Regions from separate parts of the Mus musculus genome. Here region 2 is linked to region 1. The links are chromatin contacts, called in public promoter capture Hi-C maps. All regions are on one chromosome and are shown on one strand. Each heading gives the region's core, a stretch centred on a gene start, on an enhancer-like site or on the middle of the called end of the contact. The rest is flanking DNA. Distances are from core to core; before and after follow the strand shown. Region 1 overlaps Tmem121b (transmembrane protein 121B). Region 2 holds the start of Pex26 (peroxisomal biogenesis factor 26).

The links. Promoter capture Hi-C pulls out the DNA fragments that hold promoters and counts their contacts.
Region 2: a contact with region 1 is called in a promoter capture Hi-C map of pre-B cells, with 2.9 times the contacts expected there. The contact joins the promoter of Pex26 here to the enhancer-like site in region 1. A contact is called at or near these places in 3 of 39 promoter capture datasets (the C10 cell line, pre-B cells and stem cell-derived epiblast-like cells), 3 of 115 datasets of contacts at active chromatin or transcription factors (bone marrow-derived macrophages, pancreatic cancer cells and thymic regulatory T cells) and 1 of 9 other capture datasets (pancreatic islet).

The regions. Positions count from the first base shown.
Region 1 is chr6:120,483,742-120,489,866 of GRCm38.p6, reverse strand. It overlaps Tmem121b (transmembrane protein 121B), which reads left to right. Exons shown (of 1, transcript NM_033567.2): 1 at 1-928. Among named protein-coding and RNA genes, the nearest start is that of Tmem121b, 7.1 kb to the left of the region's middle. Within about 2 kb of position 3,681, at least 81 of the 459 cell types and tissues checked have an H3K27ac peak or open chromatin away from gene starts, as enhancers often do. A contact at or near this core is called in bone marrow-derived macrophages, pre-B cells and thymic regulatory T cells, where this site is marked.
Region 2 is chr6:121,180,317-121,186,839 of GRCm38.p6, reverse strand. Pex26 (peroxisomal biogenesis factor 26) reads right to left here and starts at 3,173. Exons shown (of 5, transcript NM_028730.6): 1 at 2,358-3,173; 2 at 990-1,130. The coding sequence starts at 2,575.

The sequences.
Region 1 (6,125 bases), core at 2,432-4,931:
CTCTGCTGTGGAAATGCTGTCTGCTGCTGAGAGACTGCCACTGGATTTAGGACAGGAAGGCTGACATTTCCTTGGTACATCAAGAGACATGGTCACATGGCCACGTGTGAGTGAGGCCAGGGTTGCTGAGGGCCTAGTGAGGGCCCAGCACAGGTCCTGTACATCATCTACAAGTCTTCTGTGAGTGTCTGACTCAGGGCTGGTTCCTTCCTCTGGGCTATTTATTTTGGCTCTTTTCAGTCATTCCCCTGTTCCATTCACACATGACCTACTAGGAAGGCCTCTTTGTTTCATCTCTTGCTTTCTAGGGTATCTGTAGACAGGGATCAGACTTGAGATGTCCCCAAAGTGTCATGACCAGAATAGTACACTGTCCTGAGTCCCGAAGAATGGACTATGGAAGGAAGGCTAGGCTCAGAATTTAGCCTCGTGGGCTCCTAGCCTCTGAGCATAGAGGCTGAGGGCCTGGTACCTGAGTTTTAAAAACAAGTTAATTACTTTGTAGTACTGAGGTTTAAACCTAGGGCCTCAGGCACGCTTGACGAATGCTTGTCAGCCTGCCGCTCAACATCCCCAACACCAAGTCTTATTCAGTCTGTGCTCTCTCTAAAGACTTGCATCCCATCTTTTAAACATTTCTTTTAGTGGGTGTCTCACTGTGTTCCCAGGGCTGGCTTAGAATTTGGGGGTTTAGGAGACCCTCTTTAGCCTCTCAAGGAAACAGGAGTGCCCTGTGTCATCCAACCAAGACTGTGCCTGTTAACCATGCTCTGGGAAGCCGGCCGATGTGGGGGCCCAGAGCTGGGACAGCAAGCCCGGAAGAGGCAGAGAAGTGGCACCTCGCTAGCATTCATCACATTCCCCCCCCCCTTTTAAAAATAAAACCAGACTCTGTTCTGAAAATAAAAACTTGAGACTTGTGACAAGCTTCCTGTGTGGTTTAAGACCATTCCTGTCCTGATTTCCTCACTGAATTCTTAAATGTCACTGTGACATTTGTCATTATTTTTGTAGGTTGGTGTTGGTGTTGTGGCACCTTAGAGAAGCATTTGGCATGTGATTCGGGGAGGCAGAGACTGGGGCCTGGGCCATCTCAGACCTTCTGTTGTTTACAGAGGAATTTCCCAGTTGTTTCCGTTTTCCTTTTACTCCATGAGTAGCTTACCAGGATGGAAAGCAGGAGAGATAATCTGCTTGTATGAGACAGGTTCTCACTATACTGCTCAGACAGGTTTCAAACACCTAGGTTCAAGGAATCCTCCTGCCTCAGTCTGCACAGTTGGCTGGGACTACAGCAACATGCCTAGCAAGAAACCATCTGCTCTTACTGTGTGGCTCTGCACTCAAGTAGAAGTGTAGGGTATAAATAAGGCCATTGCTTCAAAACAGCACAAAACACCAACAAACAGAAACACAGGAAGGAGACGAGAGAGTTTCAGGCAAACCAGTAGAACCAAAGTTGTAGGGTCTGGAGAGGTGGCTCAAAAGTCAAGAGCACTGGCTGCTCTTCCAAAAGATGCAGGTTCAACTCCCAGCAACCACCAGTCTCAAGGGACAACTCCAGTCCCAGGGGATCTGATGCTCTCTTCTGGCTTCGCTAATCACCGGACATAGATGGTGTACAGATATATAGATCAAACAAATAAATACATTTAAACACGTACACACAAAACAAAACAAAAATCAGGTACCATGGTAGCTTGAAGGGACATGTTAAAAATGAAAAGGGGGGGGGGGGGCTGGAGAGATGGCTCAGAGGTTAAGAACACTGACTGTTCTTCCAGAGGTCATGAGTTCAATTCCCAGCAACCACATGGTGACTCACAACCATCCGTAATGAGATCTGACTCCTTCTTCTGGTGTCTCTGAAAAAAGCAACAGCGTACTTACATACATTAAATAAATAAATAAATAAATAAATAAATAAATGTTTTGAGAGAGAGAGAGAGCAATGCACGCACACAGAAAAGAGAATGAAAAGAAGGGGAAGATAAAGGAGGGGTGCACACCTTTGATCCCAGCACTCAGGAGCAAAGAGGCAGGTGGATTTCTCTGAGTTCAAGGCTAGCTTGGTCTACAGATCAAGTTCCAGGACAGTCAGAGTTACACAGAGAAACCCTGTTTCAAAAACCAAAACAAAGAATGGAATGCAGTGGGCAAACAAGATGGTTCTGAGAGTAAAGGCGCTTGCCACTGAGCTGGGCCCCCTCGGGATGGAAGGAGCTGTGTCCCATGGATGTTTACGACCACCCTGGTGCGTGCACGTGCCCTTCCTCACACCACACATAAAATAAATACACAAATAAATAAAGGTAAGAACACTTTTTTAATTAAATGAGGTGTATATACCAAAATGTTTTGGTTTGTTTTTTCTCAAGCCCGTGTGATAAATCTCACAAGCCAAAATGTATATATACAGAAAACAACTCCAGGACAATGTAGCAGCACGCTTTCATTTCTTCCTAAGTCTGTCCAGGCCTGTTATACATATTTAGACACATCTTCCAGGTAAGCCAGCAGTGCCTGTTGGCTCTGGTCAGCTGGAGTTCCTCAGAGACACCCGAGAAAACTGGAGGAGATCTCTGGAGGACTGGTTTAGTGTAGGGACAGGGAGGCTGCCCCGGGGTAAATGGTGGTGGTGCAGTACTGCTGACAAGGAAGAGGACAAAATCACACCCTGGGGCACCAGACCAAGGTGCAGAGCCGCTGGCTCATTCCTCAACAGTCACCTGTCGGTGGCTGCAGCTCCTTTTCCTGAAGCACTGGGGGATAAGAAGCTACTGAAGCCACCTGCAGCCACTCTAAGCCACCTTCTGTCACCTCTTAGAGCTTCACTTCACAGGAGCCTTCAGATGTCAGCTGCTCAGTGGGGTCAACATTCCCTGTGTTTAAGCTCAATTGTAGCTGAAAGCAAAACTGACTTTCACTTTCTAAGCTGGTTTCGTGGAAGAAAAGGTTAACCAATGGAAGCATCTTGCCAAGGTGTGGTCACGCCCTTCTCAGACCACGGTTACATCACTTTCTCCAGTCTGAGATGAAGGATCCACCTCCTACTAAGGTGCCCATAACCCAAGGGTGATCCTATAGGAAAAGTATCCAGGTGAGGAGTGGACAGGGCAGGCTCGACAAGACCTTAACTCATCCGTAAGCAAAGAAACAGAGGATGCCAAGTTCCAGTAACAGACAAAGGCTCTCTCCATGCAGTGACCACCCACCTTCACTGTTCAAAATGGACAGGGCTGGCATGGGGACCTGGTGCCAGCAGAGGCCACAATTGAGAGAGCTGGAGGAAGAGCAGGACCAAGTAGATGGCCCTGGGAGCCACTTGGGGATGGGGTGATGTGACAGCCAGGAGCATGCTACCCTGCCAGCTCCTTGTGTTAGCCTCCAGAATAGAATCTTCCGTAACACGCTCTAGTGTGCTGCCCTGTGGCTACGTTCCCACAATGATATATTCACTTGGTGTGAGCCAATCCTGCGCAGAGATAGCTTTGATAATCTCAGAAAGCAAACACTAGAGGGAGAGGGCAGGAAGCAGCAGAAGAAGAGGCTGAGCAGTGCCTGAGGACACACAAGCTGCTCAAGCCCAGAACCAGGTCAGAGGCTCCGACTGAGGGAGGAAGCCGCTGGGCCTGTGGGGAGAGGCAGCAGTGTGATGGAGGAGCCACAGAGGGACCCGGTTGTGGTTAAAATGTTCCAGCACTTCCTGGGTGTGGAGAAGTCAGCTCCTCTCATGTGAACTTCACCCGTCCCTTACAGACAGCTATGAGGTAGGAACTAATGTGGTGCCCTTTTTAGAGAGAGCAACCTGGAGCCTGGGAAAGTTGTTGATCTAAAGCTGCTCAGCTTCTGAACAGGGCCGGGATGCTCTTTGTAAGGAACTTTCTGTCTAACACGTCTGACTTGTGAGACGCAAGTCCTGAATTTCAGTGCCAGCCTTGCACTGACTGTGCCAAAGAGCTCTTGGGATGTTGCTCTCTTACACAGGCTGGAGCCTACAGTATCGCCTGGTGGCCCTTGGTGAGCAGGTCTCCTCTGGAGGCGCCAGGGTAGGGCAAAGCCTGCTCTTTCACTTATTTAGAATGGGAATCTAACTGCCCATTGCGTCTCCAGGATACCACCCTCCTCCTGAGTCCCTACTTTATTTTCAAGTTTTCTTGTCTTACTTCCGGGACTGGGGATGCAACCCAGGGTCTCAGGCTGAGCGAGCCATCTGTCACTGAGCCGCAGACCTTACCTGTTTCATTTTCACAGGTAAATAAAAACTAACCAAACCCACCTTCCTCTCCCATCACAGATGTCAGCTCCAATGCAGCTGGAAGCCTGGCTAAGGGACTTGCGTGTGAGCCTTCCGAAGCAGTGCCAAGAAACTAGATCTGGACTGAAACACTCTATCAAGTGACACCCAGGTCACCTCTAATTGTCCCTTACTCTTTCCTTGTTCATCCCCACCACCACACACACACACACACACACACACACACACACCTCATTTCTCAATTAGGCTCAAGACAGGAGAGTGCACTCAGGAGTTTGCCTAGAGATGCAGGGAAATGCCTGTCAGGAGTACAGGTCCCATGCCCCCTGGTCACGTGCTGACTGATGTGTTCTACTAAGCCTCACCCTGCAACTTTCTAGGAGATAGGCAAAGAGCCAAGAAAGCAGCACATGGTGGCAGCGGCTGGCTTCTGGTGGTGGTGGTGGGGGGTGTGTGTGTGTAAATAAGATCTTAAACGACTTGTGTGTGTGAGTGGTTTGCCTTCATGTATGTATGTGCACTGTGTGCATGGGTATGCCTGGTGCCTGAAGAGGCCAAAAGAGCACACTGGATCCCCTGGAATTGGAGTTAGAGGCGGTTGTGAGCTGCCATGTGGGTGCTGAATACTGAGCCTGGGTCCTCTGAGAAAGCAGCAAGTGCTCTTCCGCCATCTTTTTCTGTTTTTTCCTGAGGCACATGTGTGCTAGACAAGTACTCTATTGCTGAGCCACACCTAGTCTCCCAAACAGGGGTCCTCTCATTCCTAGTTACTGGCATGTGTGCCTACATACTCAGTGTCATGTGTGTGTGCCAGCCATGAAATCTGTGTTGAGATCAGACTCTCTCCTTCCAGGCAGGCCCTGGGGATTGAACTTAGGACATCAAAGCTGTGGTGGGGGGTGGGGGTGGGGGTGGGGGTGCAAGCCCCTTTACCTGTGGAGCCACCTTGTTTCCTGTCTTGAGAGAGGGTCTTACTATTACCAAGGTTGGCGTGGAACTCCTGTTGAGACTCAAATGTGGCACCATGCCAGGCCAAAACAGTTTCATTAGGCACGGTTCAGAATAATACAAGCATAAAGGAATGGTTTTGATGTTCTTGGTGATCTTGGTGTTTGTCTGACAGCAGGCACCAGTTTCTAGAATTTCTAACATTCATGATGAGCAAAGACCTCTAAGGAGGAAGTGGTATGAAGAACATGAGCCAAGAAGCCCCTGAGAATTCTGATCCTAGTATATGGAAAATCTAGAACAGACATGTCTAGAAAATGAAAGAAAGCAGACCTGGTGCTACCTGGGGCTGAGGAGGTGGGGGTGCGGGGGGAGGCACACCAGGCTTCTTTCTGGGGTATACGAGTGTTCTAAAGCTGATTACACTGTTTGTCACTGAACTCTGAATATGCCAAGCCACTCAGCTGCAAAGGGACAGTTGTGAACTGTATGATGTATGGATGTCTCTATAAGATCTCAGGAGAAAGAAATCGAGCAGAAGAACTAATGTACTGATATGATCTAATGACAGCAGCTAGAAGCTGAGGGCTGGGAGCCCTACGTGGAGTCAGACATGGTAGAGAGCAGTTCTGGGCTGATGTGGGGCTGATTTGCTGCTGGGAGAACTTACGTTTAAGTTCGTATCTGAAACTAGGGTGGCAGATGCCATAGGCTTGACTGGTGTCTAGATCCAAGGGCCCTTGCTGCCTGAATTTCTGAAGAAATAGAGCTGGGAAAGGCTGATGGGTGGGAGGGGCTTTCTCTTTCTCACTTGGCTGCTGCAGGGTTGAATACAGGCCACACAGTGAGACTTGGAACCTCAGGGCTTGCTAATGCTAGGCAAGACGTGTCTGACCTATGGTAAGAGGTGATTCAATAA
Region 2 (6,523 bases), core at 1,924-4,423, 700 kb before region 1:
CAACGATCCTGGGCAGCTCAAAACCACCTCAGGTTTTCCTCAGGCTCTGGGATATCTGAGACCATCTTCTGGATTCCGAGGGCACCAGCATTCATGTGCACACACAAATAACTTTTAAAAATAATAGTAACTTTTTTTAAGAATGAGAGACTGAGGGCTGGAAAGATGCTCAGAAGTTAAGAGCACTGGGTGTTCCTCCTGAGCAACCCAGGTTTGATTCTCAGCACCTACATGGAGGCTCACAACTGACTGTAACCGTAGGTCCAGGGAATCCAATGCCGTCTTCTGGCGTCTGTGGGCACCAGGCACACATGTAGTGTAGACATACAATGCATGCAGTACAGACAAACACTCAGGCAAAACACCCTTACGCAGAATAAGACAAAATGGAAAATATTTGCTGTCCAAGCCTGAGGCCCAGAGTTGCAACCCTGGCAGCCACGTGACAAGCTGGATGTGGCCCCACCCACGCCTGTAATCCCAGCATTGAGGAGGAAGAGCCAGGAGAATCAACTGGCGTTTGCTGGCTATCAGCCTAGCTAAGAAAAAATGTGAGGTTCAGGGAGAGGCCCTGTGTCAAAGGAATAAAGCAGAGAGTGATAGAGGCCTCCAAGTACCCTTCTCTGATCTCCACCCACACATGCATGTGCACCCACATGCACACACACCATACACATACCACTTATACACATACCCACATACACCTGAATTTATTCTAAGAATTAGAGATCCCCAGGAGGCATCAGGAAGCGCAATTGGCTCTGTCCTCCTGTCAGCCTGTTTCACTACTATCTGGGTGTGCTCTCTCTTCTTCCATCCTACTCCCAAATGCCCGCCTCTCATCCTTAACTGCCATTGTGTGAGGTCTGAACACAGTGAGACCCGAATTCGAAGGGAACTGACTGGGAATGAGGACAAAGGAGTCAGGAGACCCTGACTCAGGAGGACCCATGATTTGACCCTGACCTGGTTCTAGCACAAGGACCTACCACAGCTCCAGGACTTTGGGAGGCAGCTTTTCAGGAACCTGGTAGTACCGGAGGACCCAGGACAGGGCTTCTCTCCATCGATCCATTTCTGCCAGAGCCTGGATCCCCACCACACACAGGGAGCATTTCACCTCCACAATGCTGACAAGAGAAAACACAAGTCAGGTTCAGGCTGTTTCCCCTCTCTCCACTCCGTCTTCCACGCTGGGACAGGAAGCCAGCGTCCGACCCAGAGGCTGCTCACCTTTACCTTTTCTGTTATTTATTGGCCCAGGCCTCACCACTGGTCTCTTGGGCTGCCCTTCCACCCTGGAGTTAAGTTCTGGAAACCTCTTAGAGGCACACGAGCTATGGCCCAACGCACATCTCTGCAGCCAAGTGGAATGAGAACTGAACAAACAGAAAGGTAACCTTGTGGGAACAGCACACCGTGAACATGCACGTGCTCACTGGCGGAGAGTGGGAGTTAAGTGTGTGCTGACTGTGAAAAGGGCATGGGGTGAGGCTTCTGGCTGGGTGCTCCTATAGGAGCTTAACTGGTCTTTTAGAATTGTCTATGTCCAGCCGGGCAGTGGTGGCACATGCCTCTAATCCCAGCATTTGAGAGGCACAGGCAGGTGGATCTCTGGGTTCGAGTCCAGGCAGGTCTACACAGTGAGTTGCAGGTCAGAGCTACACAGAGAAACCCTGTCTCAATATGAAGACGAAAAACAAAACCCTATAAAATTACATCCAATGGGCATAAGCAAAGCCCTCAACATTCGGGTGTGCAACCTTCATCCCTCTAAAACCACAGTCAAGTCTCTCTAGTGTTTGCTTTTCTTCAGTTAACTATTCTGACTACTCCCGCCATTAGCGTGGCCTCACACAGCTCTTAGGAAGGTTTACTCCACAGAGAAATGGTGCCCTCCAGCTGTCAGAGGAGGCCAATGCATTAGACAGAGCAATCTAAAGATAATTCACTCAGTCCTGCAACAGGACCAGAACAGTGTGCTTCTTGCCTTGACACCCCGCTCTACCCCCCATTTTCTATAACCTGCCAAGGCTAGGTTAAATAGGAGGTGTGTTCCCAAAGAAGGCTGCTACCTGCTTACTGAACCTCCTCACGACTGAACACTTAAAAGACATCTACCCTGTCCTGCACTGAAAAGGTGAGCCAAGAATTGACTGTGGCGTCCCTCCAAATTGTTGCATGATTTGACTTCATTGTACAGTCTCACGGGTGCAGGATGAGCAACCAGCCTCTCTCAAAGAGGATCCCTTAGGGAAAGCAAGGTGTGTGGTTGGCGCAGTCTCACAATGCCAGATATTCAGAGACCCGAGTTCCTCCCCAAAAGGATCCAGAACGGAACATAGCTCAGCACGTACGTGCCACTCACGGGCTCCTCCGCCAGGCTCTGCCAGGCTCGTTCGCAAGTCTCTAGTGCGGCATGGAAGTCCAGGTGCACCACCAACAGGTCGGACGCCTCTTCCAGCAGGTGCACCGCGGGGGACACAGCGGGGAGGGCGAGCGCGGGCTCGCTGCTCCGCAGAGGGCCCACGAGCCCTTTCAAAGGGGCTGCAGACGTCGAGGCGTCGCTCTTCATAGCCAGCCTGGGTTCGACCAGGTCTCCTCACACGTCAGGAGGACAGCTTCTCGGGAGCTTCCTGGAAATTCGGACTGGGCCTGGTAGATGTCCCGCAAGCCTCGCACTCTTCCCCTCCGCGCCTCTCCAGGTCTGTTCCTAAGGAAGGACCAGGAAGGAGCTGGACCCGGGCACAGCCTGCGCTCACTGACAGCCTAACCCTTGGGGCACTGGCCTGTTCAAGACTGTCTGTTCAAGACTAGTGCTGCCGAAGGCCCAGCACTAGTTCCTCCTGTCCCTGGACCGGTGCTAAAAGCACCGAAACTCCCAGAGTAGAGAGCGCGACAACAGAAGACCTGCACGGGGAACCCACGACGGTGGACACCTCCTCTCCACCCCTCTTAGCCACTACGACGCACGCGCACGCTGGAGCGAAGGATTCTGGGAGTTGTAGTCCTGGGCTCTTGGGTCTGTGAAGCTTCGGGGAACCTCTCGCGCCCAGAGACTGCCATCTTCCAGAGAGAACGCACTGGGTCGCCAGCTTTGGGGTGGAAAAGATGAGGAAGCTAAACCATTAGTGAAATGCCTTTGTCCTGAGAAATGTGATCCTTCCTTCGCTAACCGGAAGAGGACGAACGGAAGAAATTCCAGTTAGGAGGTGGAGCTACCTGCACCTTTATTATTAACCTCTGAAGGAGTCCGTTGAGAAGGGTCTGCTGGAAGCTTAGGGAAAAAAGAAAAAGAAAACTATGGAGCTGGCTATTTCCTCTTCCTGGGTTCGATGCTGCTATAAAGTGTGGCAGAATGGAAAGGCGCTTTCTGTCTGTTATTTCTTCATCTCTATGAGTTAAGGACTATTACTCTATTTACAGGTGACATAGGTCACACGACAAATAAGTCACAAAAACATTGTCAAACCAAAGAAAGCACTTTTTTTGGCTGAAAGGAGTGTCAGGGCAGAGGTAGATCTGATCTGTGCTTTGTATTAGGTAGGTGAACCATCAACACACAAGTGAGTTACATAAACTCCTGGATCCTGCATTGTTTATATAAATAAGGATGTCATAAAAACAAAGCCATGCACATGTCATGCAATTCTTCAAAACAGTACTGAACCAATGTAAGAACTGATGCTTTATAATATACAAAAAGTAAATACATTTAAATATGTATTTTTATGTGTTTATTTATATTGTTTGTGTTTCACAGGGCTTCTCTGTGTAGCCCTGGCTTTCCTGGAACTCACTCTGTAGACCAGGCTGGCCTTGAACTATGCCTCTGCCTCCCTAGTGCCGGGAATTAAAGGAGTGCAATACCACACCTGACTTCCTATTATATAATTTTACACAGACTCATAAATCACCAATTATCTGTGCTTCAGGCAGGATTTCCTATCTCTTCCACATTTATACTCAGTCTTCATGGTTTTACTTCGTCCAGTTCTCTACCTTCTGAACTCTCTCCCAAGTTTTCCTAGAATCCCTTGCTCCTTAGTGACTGGATAAGACAGCGAGGTGCTAGGCTAAGACCTGCTCACATCATATATGCCTTTCTTTTATCACTAACACCGACAGGACATGGCAGTCTTTAAATCTCTGCAGAAGGTCCTCACACAGCTGAGACAGAAATGTCAAGTCTGCTAAAGCCTGTGACTGTGTAAGGTGAAAGGGCCAGGATGTCACTTGTTTAAAAATATATATACTGTTTAATTCCCCCTCTCCCCCCCACTGGGGACTAGAGAGATGGCTCAGCAGCTAAGAGCATTTGTTTTTGCCAAGTACCTGGGTTCAATTCCCAACACCCACATAGCAGCTCACAACTATCTGTAACTCTAGATCCAGGGGATCCAGTGCTATGTCCACTCCAGTAGTGACTGGCTTGGCAGGCCTAAAAGCCTGGAAGCAGTCACAAGGCAAAGAGTTTCAAGGAAACTTAGCCTCCTGGAACCTTGGCATTCCCATAGCTAGAATGCCCCAGATTTGTCCCTGCAATATTGTGGAGGGTCTTGCATACTTTCTTACAGTATTTTACTGGATAAGAGTTAGAAATCTCAGGGCAAGCTTAGCAAAGTATACTTAGAATCTTCATTACAGCCAAGTTACTCTCATATGCAAGTATTTACCAAGGCCTAGGAAAAAGGGGGGTTGTGTTGTTGCATTATTCATGATAAGGTCTGCTAGAGCAGAACTCCCTGGTGCTAGCTTTCACAAGGCTCAAAGGAGTAGCACAAATTGTGACTAGGGTGTGAAATCCTTACCTGTCATTAGCTGACCCTAGGCAGGGCTGTTTTATCTTTACTGTAAACATTACCTGGTTCCTGTCAGTCCTTTGAAGTCATTCCTCTGTTTTGTGTCAAATACTTCAGTGTACTTTGCCTGTTGTGACACCCTACTCCTTTGTTTTCTGTATTATATTTTATAAGCCTTGTGAAAAATTACATCCAGATACAGCACTCCCTTGTGTATGTGTCTGTTTGTCAATTCTCCAATTCTCGCCAACTCCATGCCCACCTGCCAGAACCCCTGATTTCCCACGGATTGAGGGGGGCTGACTGAGCCTGGTCCATGGCATCTAATGCCCTCTTTCTGACCTCCTGGAGTACCAGGCTTGCGCATGGTACACATACATATATGTAGGCAAAACAGTCACACACATCAAATAAGATGAATCAATTCTCATATATATATATATACATACACACACACATACACATATTATTTTTATACACTCGTTTGTGTGCCACAGTGCACACGTGGAGGTCAAAGGACAGCAGACAGTTCTCTCCTTTTGTGTCTTGGAGACCAATCTCAGGTCAGGCTTGGTGGTAAGCCCCTTTACCCACTAAGTCATCTCACTGGCCCCAGAAATGCTTTTTGTTACTAGTAGATGGCAGACATTGTCCTAGACCCTGAGGGTCCCACAGAAATGAAGGACAAAGCCTTGGTGAGTTTTGGAAGGAAACAAACAACAAAAATAAGCAAATGCTTATTAATAAACAAGTACACATGCCTATAGATCCAGCTACTCCTGAGGGTGATATGGAAGATTACTTTAAGGCCAGGAATTGGAGACCAGCCTGGAAACACAAGAACATGTGTGTGTGTGTGTGTGTGTGTGTGTGTGTTTACATTATTCATGATAAGGTCTGCTAGAGCAGAACCCCCTGATGCTAGCTTTCACAAGGCTCAAAGGAGTAGCACAAATTGTGACTAGGGTGTGAAATCCTTACCTGTCATTACACACACACACACACACACACACACAAACACACACACACACACACATATTGAAGCCTGCTCCCCCAGCCATTTTGTTCCATGCCTGCCAGTTGTTTCATATTGTTACTGACACAGAAAAATAGCTTGACTCGGAGCAGGTCAATCTGACCATATAGCCTGTTATGTTTTGAGGTTTGTTAATTAATATTAAGAAATCCTAGAACCATAAGCTCCACTTTGGACCAATCAAAATAAAGGTCAGTTAGAACTGTTCTGACTAGCCAGCCAAAATAACTTGAGTCGGAGCTGAGCACCAGGCAGTGATTCCTGCACCTACACATGAGCTCATTGTGGGTTTTGCCTTTATAAACTGGCCGTGGGAAACATTCATGATCACAGTCAGCTCCTGAGTCTGGTCTGTGGCTCTGATCAATTTGTCCTGGTCAATAAACCATTCCCCTCTGACTGAGATTGATATATGCATTGCATGGGGTGACTCATGGACCCCAGCAATACATACATGCACACATATACACACATACACATGCACAAACACACATACATACATTTAAGCAAGTGAAATACATGCAACAGTGTTATTAGATGATAAAGACTAAGGAGAAAGAGAAGGGAGATGGGGAACCATGGAGAGACCAGCACAGTAGGTGTGTTTGCCTTTGTCTTCTAACAGGAAGGACAGGGACAGAACACAGAAAACATGGCCCTTTTGCTCTGCATTGGCCCTTGTTGT